Regions from separate parts of the Gossypium hirsutum genome. Here region 2 is linked to region 1. The links are chromatin contacts, called in public Hi-C maps. All regions are on one chromosome and are shown on one strand. Each heading gives the region's core, a stretch centred on a gene start, on an enhancer-like site or on the middle of the called end of the contact. The rest is flanking DNA. Distances are from core to core; before and after follow the strand shown. Region 1 holds the start of LOC107895353 (UDP-glycosyltransferase 73C1). Region 2 holds the start of LOC121212512 (ATPase family AAA domain-containing protein 3A homolog).

What was found. Hi-C and Micro-C count contacts between places; a contact is called where the count stands out from the background.
Region 2: a Hi-C map of leaf shows a contact between it and region 1, with 2.3 times the contacts expected there. The contact joins the promoter of LOC121212512 here to the promoter of LOC107895353 in region 1. A contact is called at or near these places in 6 of 34 Hi-C or Micro-C datasets (hypocotyl and leaf).

What each region holds. Positions count from the first base shown.
Region 1 is chrA13:99,840,107-99,847,259 of Gossypium_hirsutum_v2.1, forward strand. It overlaps LOC107895353 (UDP-glycosyltransferase 73C1), which reads right to left and starts at 3,585. Exons shown (of 1, transcript XM_016820665.2): 1 at 76-3,585. The coding sequence starts at 1,882. The coding sequence ends at 395. LOC107895355 (a long non-coding RNA gene) reads right to left here. Exons shown (of 4, transcript XR_001683494.2): 3 at 6,776-7,153; 4 at 5,620-5,930.
Region 2 is chrA13:100,216,187-100,223,292 of Gossypium_hirsutum_v2.1, forward strand. It overlaps LOC121212512 (ATPase family AAA domain-containing protein 3A homolog), which reads right to left and starts at 4,417. Exons shown (of 4, transcript XM_041085417.1): 1 at 2,056-4,417; 2 at 1,126-1,221; 3 at 293-403; 4 at 1-201. The coding sequence starts at 2,223. The coding sequence ends at 181. LOC107920152 (TOM1-like protein 1) reads right to left here. Exons shown (of 4, transcript XM_041085418.1): 3 at 6,456-6,719; 4 at 5,121-5,783. The coding sequence ends at 5,364.

The DNA of each region.
Region 1 (7,153 bases), core at 2,335-4,834:
AAACTTCAAAAATAAAAATTTAAGCTATTTTTCTCTACTTATTCCATAAATCAAAACAATATAATTAACAACATATAATTTAATGGGAGAAATATTATAAATAAATAAATAAATTATGCACTTATGGGGAAGTCGATATAAGTGATACAAATTATGAAGTTTACATGGTGGTATTGTTGCTTTTTAAGTTGTCTTATAGGGAGGAAGTCCACATGGTGGATGAAGTTCATACATGTGCTGCGACTCGTACTCCTTTCATTTATCTTGAGATTGGGCCATTTGCATTTTACAATTATATTTCTCTGGTAAAGCATACATAGCGATTCATATAAGTGACCATGAAGTGACTCCCTAAGCTCTTTTGGAGTATGGAGATTTAGGTTGCCGCTTCATTTCAGGTGCTAAGTTGCTTCCTCTCATTAGCCCTTTGCCTGATATCTTGGATTAACCGTGAAATGTGGAGGTGGGAAGATCCCCCTATCTCAACAGCCTTATTTGCCATCTCTCCAAGTCTCTTAGCTCTTTTCCTTCTCTCTTCTCCTTCCTCTCCTTCATCCATCAGCTTTTCAATAGCCTCTTTAACATCTTCTTTCTTCACTAATACTCCAATTTTCTCTTCTTCTCCCCACCTCATTGGCTCCTCTACTCCCACCCTCACTCCGATTTCAACTATTTGTACAGCCAGTTTCTCATTGGCAAACTGATCAGCAAATAGGGGCCAAGTTATCAATGGAACACCGGCAGAGATGCCTTCGATTGTTGAGTTCCAACCGCAATGAGTTAAGAACCCTCCGATGGCCTGATGCGATAGTATTAGTACTTGCGGTGCCCAACCCCGGATCACAAGCCCTCTTCCTTTCGTTCTTTCCTCGAAACCGTCCTCTGAAATCCAGGTGTCTACATCATTCGATGCATCACTTGCTCTTATAACCCATATAAACGGCCTATTCGATGCCTCCAGGCCTAAACCGAGTTGTATCAATTGTGAGGGCGTCAAGTTCGATATGCTTCCCAGACAGGCATAGATTACGGTACCTGGTTTTTGAGAATCAAGCCATCTCAAGAACTCTTGTTCATCAACCGAGGCCTTGTTGCCTCTCTGAGCTTTATCCATGGCATCCTTGTTACATAGAGAAACCGGACCAATGCACCATACTTTGTCCTCCCTTGCCTTCTTGTATTCCTTAACATATTCGGGCTCCATCTCTTCGAAAGAGTTTATGATGACGCCGTAAGACTCGAGATCCGCCTTCTTCCGTTCCTCCGAAAATTGCTTGAGGTTTTCAGCCATAACTTGTGTGACCTGGCATTTAGTGAACTCAACTTTGTGGGGCATGTTAGGCACGACGAAGTACTCCGTCTCTGAGGAAACGTGGTCAAGAACGTTGGAGATGCGTAAATTATGGAGACAAACAAGACGAAAGCAACAAACTCCATGGAACACGATCCTCGGAATCTGAAACTGGTTGGCAATGTCGAGTGTGAACGCAAACAACACATCAGAAAGGATACAGTTGGGGCTTGGCGTTAGCTCAGGTAACAGTTTTTTAACTGGCGTTTCAAGCGCGTCGGTAGCTTGGTAGAAATTCCAGGCTAAGCTAAAGGAAGGCAGCATGTCGAAGCTCTCGCACCCTTCTGGCAATCCAAATTCAGCACATGGAAACTGTACCTCAAGTAGACGGATGAAGAGCCCCGATTCCATGGCACGATCGAGGGTTGCCTTGAACCTAGCTGCCTTTTGAGGCGTTGTAATGATGGTTACGATCACGCCTCGCTGTGCCAGCAATCTAGCAATGTCAATCATAGGGGCCATATGGCCTTGAGACATGAAGGGAAACACCACAAAGTGAAGCTGCTGCTCCTCTTGAGTAGGAGTCGCCATCGAAACTGTCAAAAACTAAACCATAAGTCTGGTTTTATATACTGATATAAATTTTGATGTTTTTTTATTATATTTGAGATATTTTAATTTATTTATATTGTATATAAGAAAAAAAGGCAAGCGAAAGAAAGGATTGAGGAGGTGACATAAGGGCATACATAAGCATTTTTGTCTATTTATGTAGAAAAAGTGAGTTAGGCTTTTTCTCATTTGTGAAATTATGATTGTAAGTGAAGTGCTGGGTGGCTAATTTCGTATAAAAAATAGGGAACATGGCAGACCAAGACTGGCATATTGATTTGTAAGTAGCCATCAAATCCTACACGAAATCAACTTTGATGAAAGTTTTAATATTTTCTGTAATTAATCTTATATAAAACATTATTCAATTTGTCTATTTGTGTTACTGAGTCATGTTTTTTTTTCTCGGTAAATTAATAATATTATTAATAAATTAGGAATTTCAAAGCTACAGAAGATCGCCTCAAATAAAAAAAAAAAAGAATCTTTAGCCACTCTTTTAACGCAATTGGCCACATCACAGAGGTTTGCCATAGAAACACCAAGCCAAGAAAATTAAGCAACAAATGATACTGAGAAGCCAAAACCTCAACTAAGCTAGATATCACCATCACTTCCGAGGCTGATTCTCATTTAAAAGAACCATCATGTTCCTAATCAATTTTTTCATCAAAATCAGATTGCTTCCAATTCAAGGAAAACAAGCTCTTCAAGCATGAATAAACCAAAAATAGGATCAGTCCTCGCCTCAAACAGCAAAAGCATCATAGCCAAATCACCACAGAGCCCCAATAAACGCCTCACATAAAAGATGTAGCCACATTTTGGTCCAATTCTGTCATCACTCTCTCTAAAGCTTCAAAGGCTGACCCTTCCAGATACAACTTCATTGGCATAAAAACATATCAGTCCAGAGGACTTTAACGCATGATCGGAGGAGAATATATGATATCTCTGCTAAAAAGACCCTTAATGAGAGTCAACCACTGCAAGTCAATTTCCATTCGTTGGTAAAACCATTAAAACTGTTCGGCTCATCAAATAAGAAGAAGGGAAAAAAAAAAGTCTTCACCCCAAAGCACAAATGATACCAACACTGACATTCATATTCACAACATAAGTCAAATACCTTTTTGCTCCTCAATCTCACAAGGACAAAAATTTGACCAGCACACAATCAAAATTTTGATCGACCTTTCCATTAAAGAACAATGCACGACACCTCTTTCAAACCCGAACCTTCAAGTTCCCCCAACGTCCTACATCAAGGCTGGCCTTTCTGCAATAGCGAAACAACTCTCTCACAACCTCTTCTTCAATTCCCCTTGCTTGAAGCCCCAAGAGTTTACCAAAATCCCTTACTCTACAAGTCCCACGCTTCTTCTAGCCTTATGAATTCTGAAATAACGACCTCATCACTGCAGCTAGCCCTCAGACCCAAGATTTTTCCCACTTCCCAAGCTTCCTCAGCTTCTTTACGGATGACTCTCCTTCGATCGATGAAATCTGAGTCGGAGAGCGAGTCGTTCACCACTTTGGATTGTTTTGGCCACTTCCCAGATCCTTTCTTCTTCTCAGGCGGTCTCCCTCTTCCTCTCTTTGTAATTATCTTGGCCTCACAAATACCCAGCTGTTAACGAATCTTCCTCACCTTAGTTTTGGTTATGGCTGACAATAGTGCCTCATCCAAGCCATCATGCTCATGACCCACTAAACAGTCATTATCCGGATCCGTAACTCATCAGATGGGCCTTCAAAAAGTTAAGGCCCACATTTACATTGTCCATTCTAGAGTCTCCTTCCGTCCCATTATTGGGCTCAATTTGAATGGCATCTTTGGATTGCAACCCATCTTTGAACTTTCCCCTGTATTCTCGAAGTTCTAACCGGGAATTAAAATCTAAGCAGCTTCCTTGTCACTTCTGTTAATGTGACTGTCGGCTGGAGCAGTCAAGTTGTCTTCTTGAATCGAATTTCCCAAGGACTGATGGCCACTGCCTCCTCAGAGATCCCCACTTTTTCTGTATTTTGTAATTTACACAAAATATTAAAGGCTTCTATTAATTTGCGTAAAAGAGTTATGTTTTATGTGATTGAATAATAATTTAGGTACAATTTTTAATCTAATCGATGCAATTCAAATAATATTAATTTTTATTTGATTTAATTTATATAACATTAATTTTTATATAATTAGGTGTCATGAAAAGCTTTTTTTTTTAAATCCCACCTTAAAACTCGTCAATAGTTTGTTAATTGAAAAAACTTTTAACAAAAATGAGAAAAATAAAATAAAATAAAAGTTTAAAATCATATCTAAAGACTAAATTTGTAATTCTATACATAAATTTTGATTTTGTATAATTTTATATATGAAATATTATTTTGATTCAATTTTTATAAATCATAACATCATTATCGATATAATATCATTTTATGTCTAAATATTGTATGCAAAAATAATTATATTTATCTAATATGGAAATAAATTGATGTATTTTTAAAAAAATATATATATGATTGAATCAAAATCAAAATTCAATTCGTAGAATCTTTTCAAATTAAAATTTATATATCAAATTACATTTTGAATCAAAATTTATGTATAATTTTAATATTTAACCCTAAAAACGAATAAAGTCTATGAAACTTTTAAATTTTATAAGTTAGACAGATATACTTGCATTAGACTTTACAAATTATGGTTTAAAATTTAAATTGTTTGAAACTTTTTCAACATTATAATTGAATCTTTAAAGTATTAATATTATATCAATCAAGTCATTTTGTCAGTTTAGTAAACAGTTTAAATTTAACATGCATACTTACTCTATGAACAATTTGAATATGTAATAAAAAGAAAAAAAATAGTCTTCTAACGTCAAATACAAACTTACATTAATTCTTAAACCCTACCTCGAGTGGGACACAGAGAATTATGAGAAGCGATTGGAGAGGCACTCGTGAACGACCCTCAACCTTATACCGTCTGGATGGTCATTCTATGACCAACTACTCACATGCTTTATATCATCCACGGGAGGGACCACCTGCCCTTAACCAATTAATTGGACCTTTTGTTAGGCCACCTGCTATTAATAGGTACACTCTCCTCAATAAGAAACCATATGGAACCATCACTTCTATAAATACTCCTAGCATCTCTCAAAACTCTTACAGTACGTTTGGTTGGTTGTAATGGAATAGGGTTGTAATTAAATAGAGCTGTAATGGAATAGAGCTGTAATAAGTAATTTAACTGTTTGATTGAATGGAATAGAATAGAACTGTAATAGTATTCTTGTATTTGGTTAAATAGAATGATGTTGTAATAGCATAAGGAAAAAAACTAAAACGACCAGAATACCCTTAGTAGAATTTTTTGTTAAGGTAGATAATTATTGTTATTGTTATTAAATTTTAATAAAATTATTATTAAATATATTTTATTAAAAAAATAATTTAACCATATTTTAACATAATTATTATTAAATATAATTTAATAAAATAATATGTAATTTAATAACATTATTAATATAATTATTATTATATGAATTAAAAAATCATAATATATAATACTAAAAAAATAATATATAATCTACTTTATTATTTTTAAACTGTAATACATATTTAATGTGCTAAAATATCATTACTGAAACAAATAATTTAATTATAAACAAAATATTAGAAGAATAAATAACTTGAGAATTATATTTCAGATCCAAATATAATATTCATATACTAACAAAAAGTTACATGATTTCATTAGTTTATATGTCATAATTCATATGTTATAAAATTTTACAACATCAAAAAGTTACAATATTGTAATCACATTCTATCATGTCATTATACTATCAAAAAGCTACATAAGTATGCATATTGTGTAATTATTCAGAAATTCAGTGTTAATTCCTTGAGAGCGACCACCTCTTGGTCAACTTCTTGAGTTTCTAATCTACTACACTAAAATTGTACGTTGATTGATTTGATTTTCTATGTTCTGAAAGTGGTTCTCCATGTTTGCCTGCAAACGTTGAGCTGTATTAGCGAAAGGCTCAACTAAATCTTCAATAGATTTACCTGGCTTAGAAGAAGATGGTTGTGAGGAAGCATGCAAGCTCAATTCATAGCCAATATCAGGAAAATTCAATAAATTCAACTTCAAAATTTACACAAATGTTGCAAGATAAATTTATTAAATTAGGACCCAATTGATAGAATGTATTAACAATAAGGGCTAAATTTGTTATTAGACCAATCAAAATCATGTATAATCCATGAAAACATTAACTCTATGATTAATTGTCCTTAATTTCTAACCTTCGAAATTGATAGGAAATAAATTGCTTTGATTTTCTTAGAAGGACCAATTTGCTCAATTCGAAATTGAGAGGAATTGAAGAGTTCTTTTTACCATATATTTTTTATGTCTATCTAGTTATAATAGTTATCAAGAAAAGGCAGCTCAAACAGATTTAAGCATATATTTGACCCCATAATCTCTTAAAGCAATTAACAGACAGATAAATGCGGAGTAGATTTAGACAAAAGACAATTTAAAAGCATAACAGCCTAGAGATAAACAATCTTTAAGGGGCAAAATCTGTTTCAGAAATCATAAAAACTCATCAATCCAGAACATGTGGATCATCTGACCACTTTCATTACTGGACCTTATTGTTGTTAAACCACTTGGAAGTTACATAAAGATGTATATATGAACTTCTATATATGATCAACTTTGCTGGGGGTTAATCATCCAATAAAAACAAACATGGTCACCTTGCAGACTATACATATCTACCTACCACGTCTTTGTTTCCAATGAATACCGGTATTGTACTGTTCATTAAAGGGACTGTCTCTCACCTTCTAGTTATATATTCATCAAATTTCCATTGCTTTATATCTAGAAGAGTTTCAAGCCTAAATCTTGGAGTTCTTTCCTATTAACCTTAGAGCAAAGCAAGATGGTCAGCGCTAAGAAGCTTATCAAGTTAGTAAGAAAATGGCAAAAAATGGCTACAATCAGGAGAAAGAGGATCACACCATCAAGTGCCACCTTAGATACTGGCGCAAACAGTTGCAACACGTCGACAACAATTGAGTAGGGCGATTTTGTTGTATACAATGTGGATCAGAAACACTTTGTGCTTCCATTGGAATATCTCAAGAATGAAATAGTCATGCAACTATTTAACTTGGCTGAAGAAAAGCGTGGTCTATCAGGCAATAAAGCTCTCATCT
Region 2 (7,106 bases), core at 3,167-5,666, 380 kb after region 1:
CATGGGCTCTTCCTTCTGCTTTAGCCATAGCTCTCACTCTGATTGTTTCACATTCAATCTAGCTTTTTCCCTTTGTGTTTGTCGCCGCTGTGCTTGAATCTGTTCTTCTGTAGCTCGTCAAGCTTGCTCCCGTCTGATTGTTGATTCCTCTAGCAGTTTTACTAGCTCTTGATTCCTTGCTCATTGGTATTCATTTTCTGCCTACAATAGCATAAAACATTGATTTTATTTTCCATAAAATGTTAACACAGGATAACTATTTCGTGATTGCAAAAGGGTCAATAATACATGCCTGCATCCTCTTCCTTGCTAATTCATCCTCATAACGAGCCATCTGTGACTTTGTTTGGGCTTGATGCTGTGTTAGCTTCTTCTGTTCATCATATATTACCCTTTGTCTCTCCTGCCCAGCAATCAAGTAGGTGTTCAAGAATTAAGAAAATAACATCACCATAACAAACAGTTCCATATGCAGCATAACATTCAGAAGAAAGATTAGAAATAAATGGTAAAAGCACACAAAGTGTAGAACACTGTATTATGAACCTATTTAAATGGCCAAATCTCATACCCCCTAAATGCCATTAAGTATAATAAATACATTTCCATTTGTAAATAAATAAGGAAACAAGTTGCTTAAAATGATTTAAAAAGTATATGAACCAAAATTTGTTAAGGATATCTATGAAAAAAACTAAAGTAGAAAACCAAGTGTTAGCCTTATAATACTGACTCAATCACACAAAAAAGACTGCAATGTAATACCGAAAAGCTCCATGGTTGATGTCATGATTTTTTGAGAACTAATTTAGCATAGCACAATATAAATTTTTGAAATAGAGATATATCATATGCAATAACAGGATTGTGAAATAAGCTAGAAAGAAATTCCTGGTTGCAACTTACAACTTAAAATGGGATTCCCACGCTTAAAAGATTCGAGAAGAAACAATAAGACTAATAATGTCACTGTCCCCAACCTTATAAATACAATCGAGCAGATTGGCCTTGATGTTATTAAGGAACAATTTGCAATTTCGAACTTAATCTCTAAACCAACATCTACATTAATTAATTAACTGTCAAGGTACAAACATGAGGAGAGGATTCCAGAAGAGATCTTACAGTTTCAGCTTGGGCTTGCATTGCCTTAAACTCTGCAGCTCTTGCAGCCACCTCAGCCTGCCTTGTCTCTTCTTGCTTCTTCATAAGTTCAAAAGCCTGCAACAACAAGAAGCCATTAGCACCACAAAATGAATAACCAAACAGGAAATGTAAAACTCAACCCTCCTCTAAAACAAGCGAAAATAATATTTAAAAAAAGGCATTATGGTATGCAAATGTGAAGAAACCTTTTTAGCATTAGAGGAGCTGTTGATTTCCCCCAAGGCCTTGGCTCCTTTCTCCAAAGCCTGGGGATCAAAGCCAGCCAAAAATGTCCTGGGATTATGATTCCTAACCCTAACACCCCTAGAAGCCTCATTATCAGCCGTAGCTGCCGACGGCTGTGATTGCAATTGTCTAGGAGAAGATGTTATAGACAAGACCGAGACACTAATCAACTACTACAAATGTTTTTCATTTCTGTTATTTTTGTTAGTTTAAATGGCATGTAAAACGCTGCCTTTCTTTACTTGTTTTAATTGCAATTATACAGAGTCTTTTAGGGAGGAAGGGCTGAAACTTTAAAATGTTGCGTTGAGTGTTTTTAGCCCTTTATTAAGATGAGTCGTTTTGGAAACACCTGGAGGGTTGTTGCCAGGTTGTTTCTGAGACAATTACACGCACTAAAAACAGAAACAAACAGTGTAAAGGAGTTTATGAATTTATAATACAGTTTTTCTCTTATAATTTTTTCGCTTCTTTCTAACTTTTTCTTCCATTCTTCTTGTCTCTAATGGATTTTTCTTTCTTTGATTGTGACAAAGGTATTAGAGCTACTCGATTCTCATGGCCAACGAGGAAATCACCACCAGATTACAGAAGAAAATGAGCATGATACAACAAGATCTGTCCCAGCTGCACATGGAGATTAATTCCAAGATTGACTCATACCTTAAGGAGTTTCATGAGACTGTGAAAGGTGAGATTTGTACTGAACTTCATTCCCTTTTCGAGCAATATTTTGGGCCATATTCTTCTCCCACAACTACTGGAACACCTATGGACAATGGCAAGGGCATATTGGGCAGTTCCCCACCTGGGATTTCTACAAAAGAGCATATAGCTATTTCTCCCTTAGCAGATCTGTCGAATATAGGAACTCCAACTCGTATCAATCTTATGGACATGATTGGCAAGCCTTATAAACTGGAATGTCCTTGATTTGATGGAACAGATTTCAGAGGTTGGTGGGCAAAGCTGGACCAATTTTTTGAAGCTTAGGAAGTAAGTGAGCAAGCAAAAGTTAGAGTGGTTATGCTACATCTTGATGGTAAAGCACTGGATTGGCATCATTTCTTAGTCTATTCTAAGGACTGGACAATGCACCTACAACACTTGAGGGAAGTATTACAGCTATTGAGAAGCAACTAGTCATTTGCTAAAATGAGCAAATGTCAGTTTGGCACTAGTCAAGTGGAGTATCTAGGCCATGTCATTTCTGGTGGCACAGTGAGCATAGATTCCTCTAAGGTAAAAGGGGTTCTTAATTAGCCTCCACCACAATCCATCAAGGAATTGAGAGGCTTCTTAGGACTGTCAGGGTATTATAAAAGGTTTATCAAGGGTTATGGAGTTCTAGCCAAACCACATACCAATTTATTGAAGAAAAATGTTATATGGCAGTAGACTGAGGAGATGCAGAAGGCTTTTCAAGAGCTCAAAGAAGCCATTTGTCAAGCACCAGTGTTGAGTCTACCTGATTTTCAGAAACTTTCCTGTGTGGAGACTGATGCTAGTGCTATAGGAGTTGGGGCAATACTTCAGCAACAAGGGAAACCAGTAGCCTTCTTCAGCAAAGCTTTAGGCATCAACCATCAGGCTCTATCTATATATAACAAGAAATGCTCGCAACCCTTTCTAGCAGTTAAAAAATGGCATCCATATTTAGTAGGAAAACAATTTTTAATTAAAACAGACCACCAAACCTTGAAGTTTCTCTCAGAGGAGAAAGCAATCACCCCTTTTTAACAGAGGTGGGTTGCCAAAATGTTAGGGTATGATTACTCCATCATTTATCGAAGGGGGATTCAAAATATTGTTGTTGATGCTCTTTCAAGAAAACTGTGTTGTTGAGGTCCAATTATTTCAATGTACAGGCAGCAGTACTTTATCTTAGTCTGAGCTATGGGAACAAATCATACAAGCTGGTAAAAAAGATCCCATTTTGCAAAAAGCGTGTAAGGAGGTGCAATAACAACCTCATTCCCACCCTAAATACTCTTGGATGGTACAATTCTTCGAAGGAAAGGGAAAGTAATTGTAGGGAACCTGTTGGAATTAAGAAAGGCCATCTTCTAACTTTTTCATGGGGAAGCAATTGGCGGGCATTCTGGAATACATGCCACGAGGCAAAGAATAGTAGGTTTTCTCTACTGGAAAAGCTTTCAAAATGTGTCAAAACATGGGTGTGTGAATACTCTATTTGCCAAAAGTGCAAAAGTACAATGCTGCCTATCCTAACTTGTTAACACCATTACCTACTCCTGATCGAGCATGGGCTGCCATCAGCATGGACTTCATCGAGGGACTACCAGTGTCCAAGGGTAAAACAGCCATTATAGTGATTGTAGACAGGTTGACCAAATATGGCAACTTCATGGCTTTGGCACATCCATATACTGCTACCACAGGGGCTCAAGTTTATTTGGATCAGGTCTATAAACTACATGGAGCTCCTGAGTCGATTGTTTCAGATCGAGACTTCCTTGGTCATTTTTGGCAACAACTTTTCAAGCATTTCGGCACTAAACTCCACTTATCTACTGCATACCATCCACAAAAGATGGTCAAACAGAGATTTTGAACAAATATTTGGAAGGTTACCTCCGACGCACGACAAGAGAGAAACCCTCTGAATGGGCCATTTAGTTGTCATTAGCAGAATGTGGTACAACACCACATTTCATTCTGCAATCCAGACTACTGCATATGAAGCCTTATATGGCCAGGCACCTCTTATTCATTTGCCTTATTTGGTTGGATCCATTTTTGTTTTGAACCAGAAATTTTTTTTTTTAAATGTGGGTTTTGGGTTTAACTTCAAAACCCTTTTTATCACAATTTACTGGCTTGAACAGCAAGAAATTTCAAATAATATTCTCTAATCCTTTAAAAGAAAAAGAAAGAATTCACTGAGAAAATGAGAAGGCAAACAAAGACCAAAGGGCAGGGTTTTGGTAGGGTTTGTGCTCTAAGGAGTCGAAATTGGAATGGCATATTTTTTCGGCTGGTTTTATACTTTTCCTCCTTTTCATTGTACCAAATTTCGGTTGAACCGAGTATAGAACTCGGCCAAACTTTTGAGACCAAATATTGCAAGCGAAATATTAAACTAGTAAAAATATTATCTAAGGAATATTTGAAGGTTTATTTCATTTCTAAATGTGGAAAAAAATATAAAGTTGCACTATAATATTGTTTGAATCGAACTCGAATGGTCAATCAGATTGGTTAAATTGAAAATTAATTAGATATCAATCCAATAAAAATTTTGAATCAATTGACTCAGGACCAATATATACCGATTGAGCCGAATAAAAAATCAATTGAAGGAAACAATTTAACCATATTTTTAATTTAATTTTATCTTTCTAATTTTTAATCAAACTGATTGAACCAATCAAACCGATAACCTAACTAAACACGGTACGGTTTAATATCACAATTTTAAGAGTAACTGAATGATCTAACCGTTACTGTAAATTATAGTGATTGCATCTAAGCTTGTTGAAGCACAAAAATATATAATATTCTTTAATATAATGGAGACATTTTTATTTGATAATATATTTGACATGAAAATCAAATAATCTAAAATTTCCATTGAAAATTTAATCCAATGTCCATAATTTTGGAGTCATCACATCACCATCCCTGTTTTTGCATTCAAATATACATATCACAACTGTAATTTCAATCTCATGGCAAAAGAATTAATGTTAATTGAATGCAGCAGATATCAAGTCATGGATATGAGAGCCATCCCATCCATGTATACTCTCTACTCATCAAATATTCAAGTAAACAAATCCAGACATGAATTTACTTACACATAATTTGCAGGGACAACCAATCCAATCCAATCCAATCCTAGTATACCAAAGAAAAAGTCAACAATCTTCTCATGTGTTTTTACTTCCTAACTTCGAATAAATGGCTACAATGGCCCGGCATAGGCCTTCCGTCCTAATATTATGGAATCAGAATGTGATTAGATCATCTTTAGATGCTTGCTGCTTCTTTAAATCTTGCCCCCTTTCAGATGAACCCCCACCTTTCTTACCAAAAATCATTTCATCCAGATCATCCATCATGTCATCATTGCTTCCGCCATGTGTTCCATGTCGAGTACTTGTTTTCCTAATAAAGGCATCTTCGTTTGTATGACGGGGCGAATCACCAGGTTCAACAGCCACAGGAATCATTGCGGGTTCTGGCTCGTGACGAACTACTGATGGCTTCTTCAACTCTTCATACTTTGAGAGAGCTTTCTGGATCTCATCATTCACATTCAAAGCTTCAAAAAGCAGGGCCTCGTTATCTCCAGCAGTCTCAATGATTCTTAGAACAGTGGACTGGGACTGACAACATTGTTGGACAAGCGTGGTTGTCAGGTCATCCTGACATCAAACACACAAAAATTACTGGGACCTTAAAGAATGACATCATTATCATCTGAGTCTTAACTGGAATCGAACTACATGTATTGTGAAACTGTCATCTATATGTCACATTGTCAATGATCATCAAAATAAGCCCAACTTACCATCAACAGTCACCAAATAAACCAAGTAAATTTAAACCTAATCTGCTGAGTCATCTTATCACAAAGCATTAATTTTAATTTACCAGCTGCAGAGCAAGCAAAACAAGTCGAAGACATCCCCTTCAAACTTTAAAGTGAAAACTTGGTACTGTTGCACACGTCAGCATTCTCATCAGTATTAATTATTGAGGAGGAGATTTAACATGCATTAGCTACAAGCCTTCAAGTGCGACTGTCTGATACAGATCATAAACAGATAACTGAAAGATCTAAGAGATCTAAAAGGGAAGTAATTTCCTCCTTGAAAACAGGGAAAAAGGAAAAAATATTGACTGACAAATAAAATGAGCTTTTGCACAATAAAGGCTCACTGCACCGAACAGACTGAATATCATTAAACAAAGGAATGACTCATTACGCCAAAACTCAATTTTTAAGGCTTGTTACTTGGCAGCAGAGAACAAAGCATAATTTATTGGTACATGAAATTAGCAACTAAAAAGTATAATAAAGAAGACGATAATACCTCAAGAGCATCTTGTTGGGGTGATGAGGATAACACAGTTGAAAGAAGCTCAATGCAGTTTCTTGCCACATCAAATGCTTCCTTTGTTTGTTCAGCAGAAAAGCTTGGAACAGTAGTATCATGCTGAAGCTGCACATCACGCTGTAGCTGCTGTGCAAGACTGGCATCCACTTCTGCCGCTGAAACTGAACGAGCAGGGGTAAAAATAGGTGCCAAACTCTCATTATCACGACCAGGAAAGCGAATACCCCTTGATTTTAAACTCTACAGAGGAAAAAAAAAAGGATCATTGGAGAAAATCTTAAAATTCATCAATCGACAAGCCACAAGAAAAGGCTTATCTTTCACAGCTACATTGCACTGCATATTTTAGAGTGCATGCTAAATCCTAATGTAACACAAAGCACAAATTGCTCAAGAGACATTGATGCAGACAAATGTTACTAGCCAAGAATTTAATTGTTTGACAAAGCTTATTCAAGGATCATACGAATTGATCTCATATTTCAAGCAACTAAACAAAAAAAACAATTTTTTTTCCCCTTTTACGGGAAAAATTCCAATTCCATACGTTACTAGCAATGAATTTAATTGTTTGACAATGCTTATTCAAGGATCATATGAATTGATCTTATATTTCAAGCGACTAAA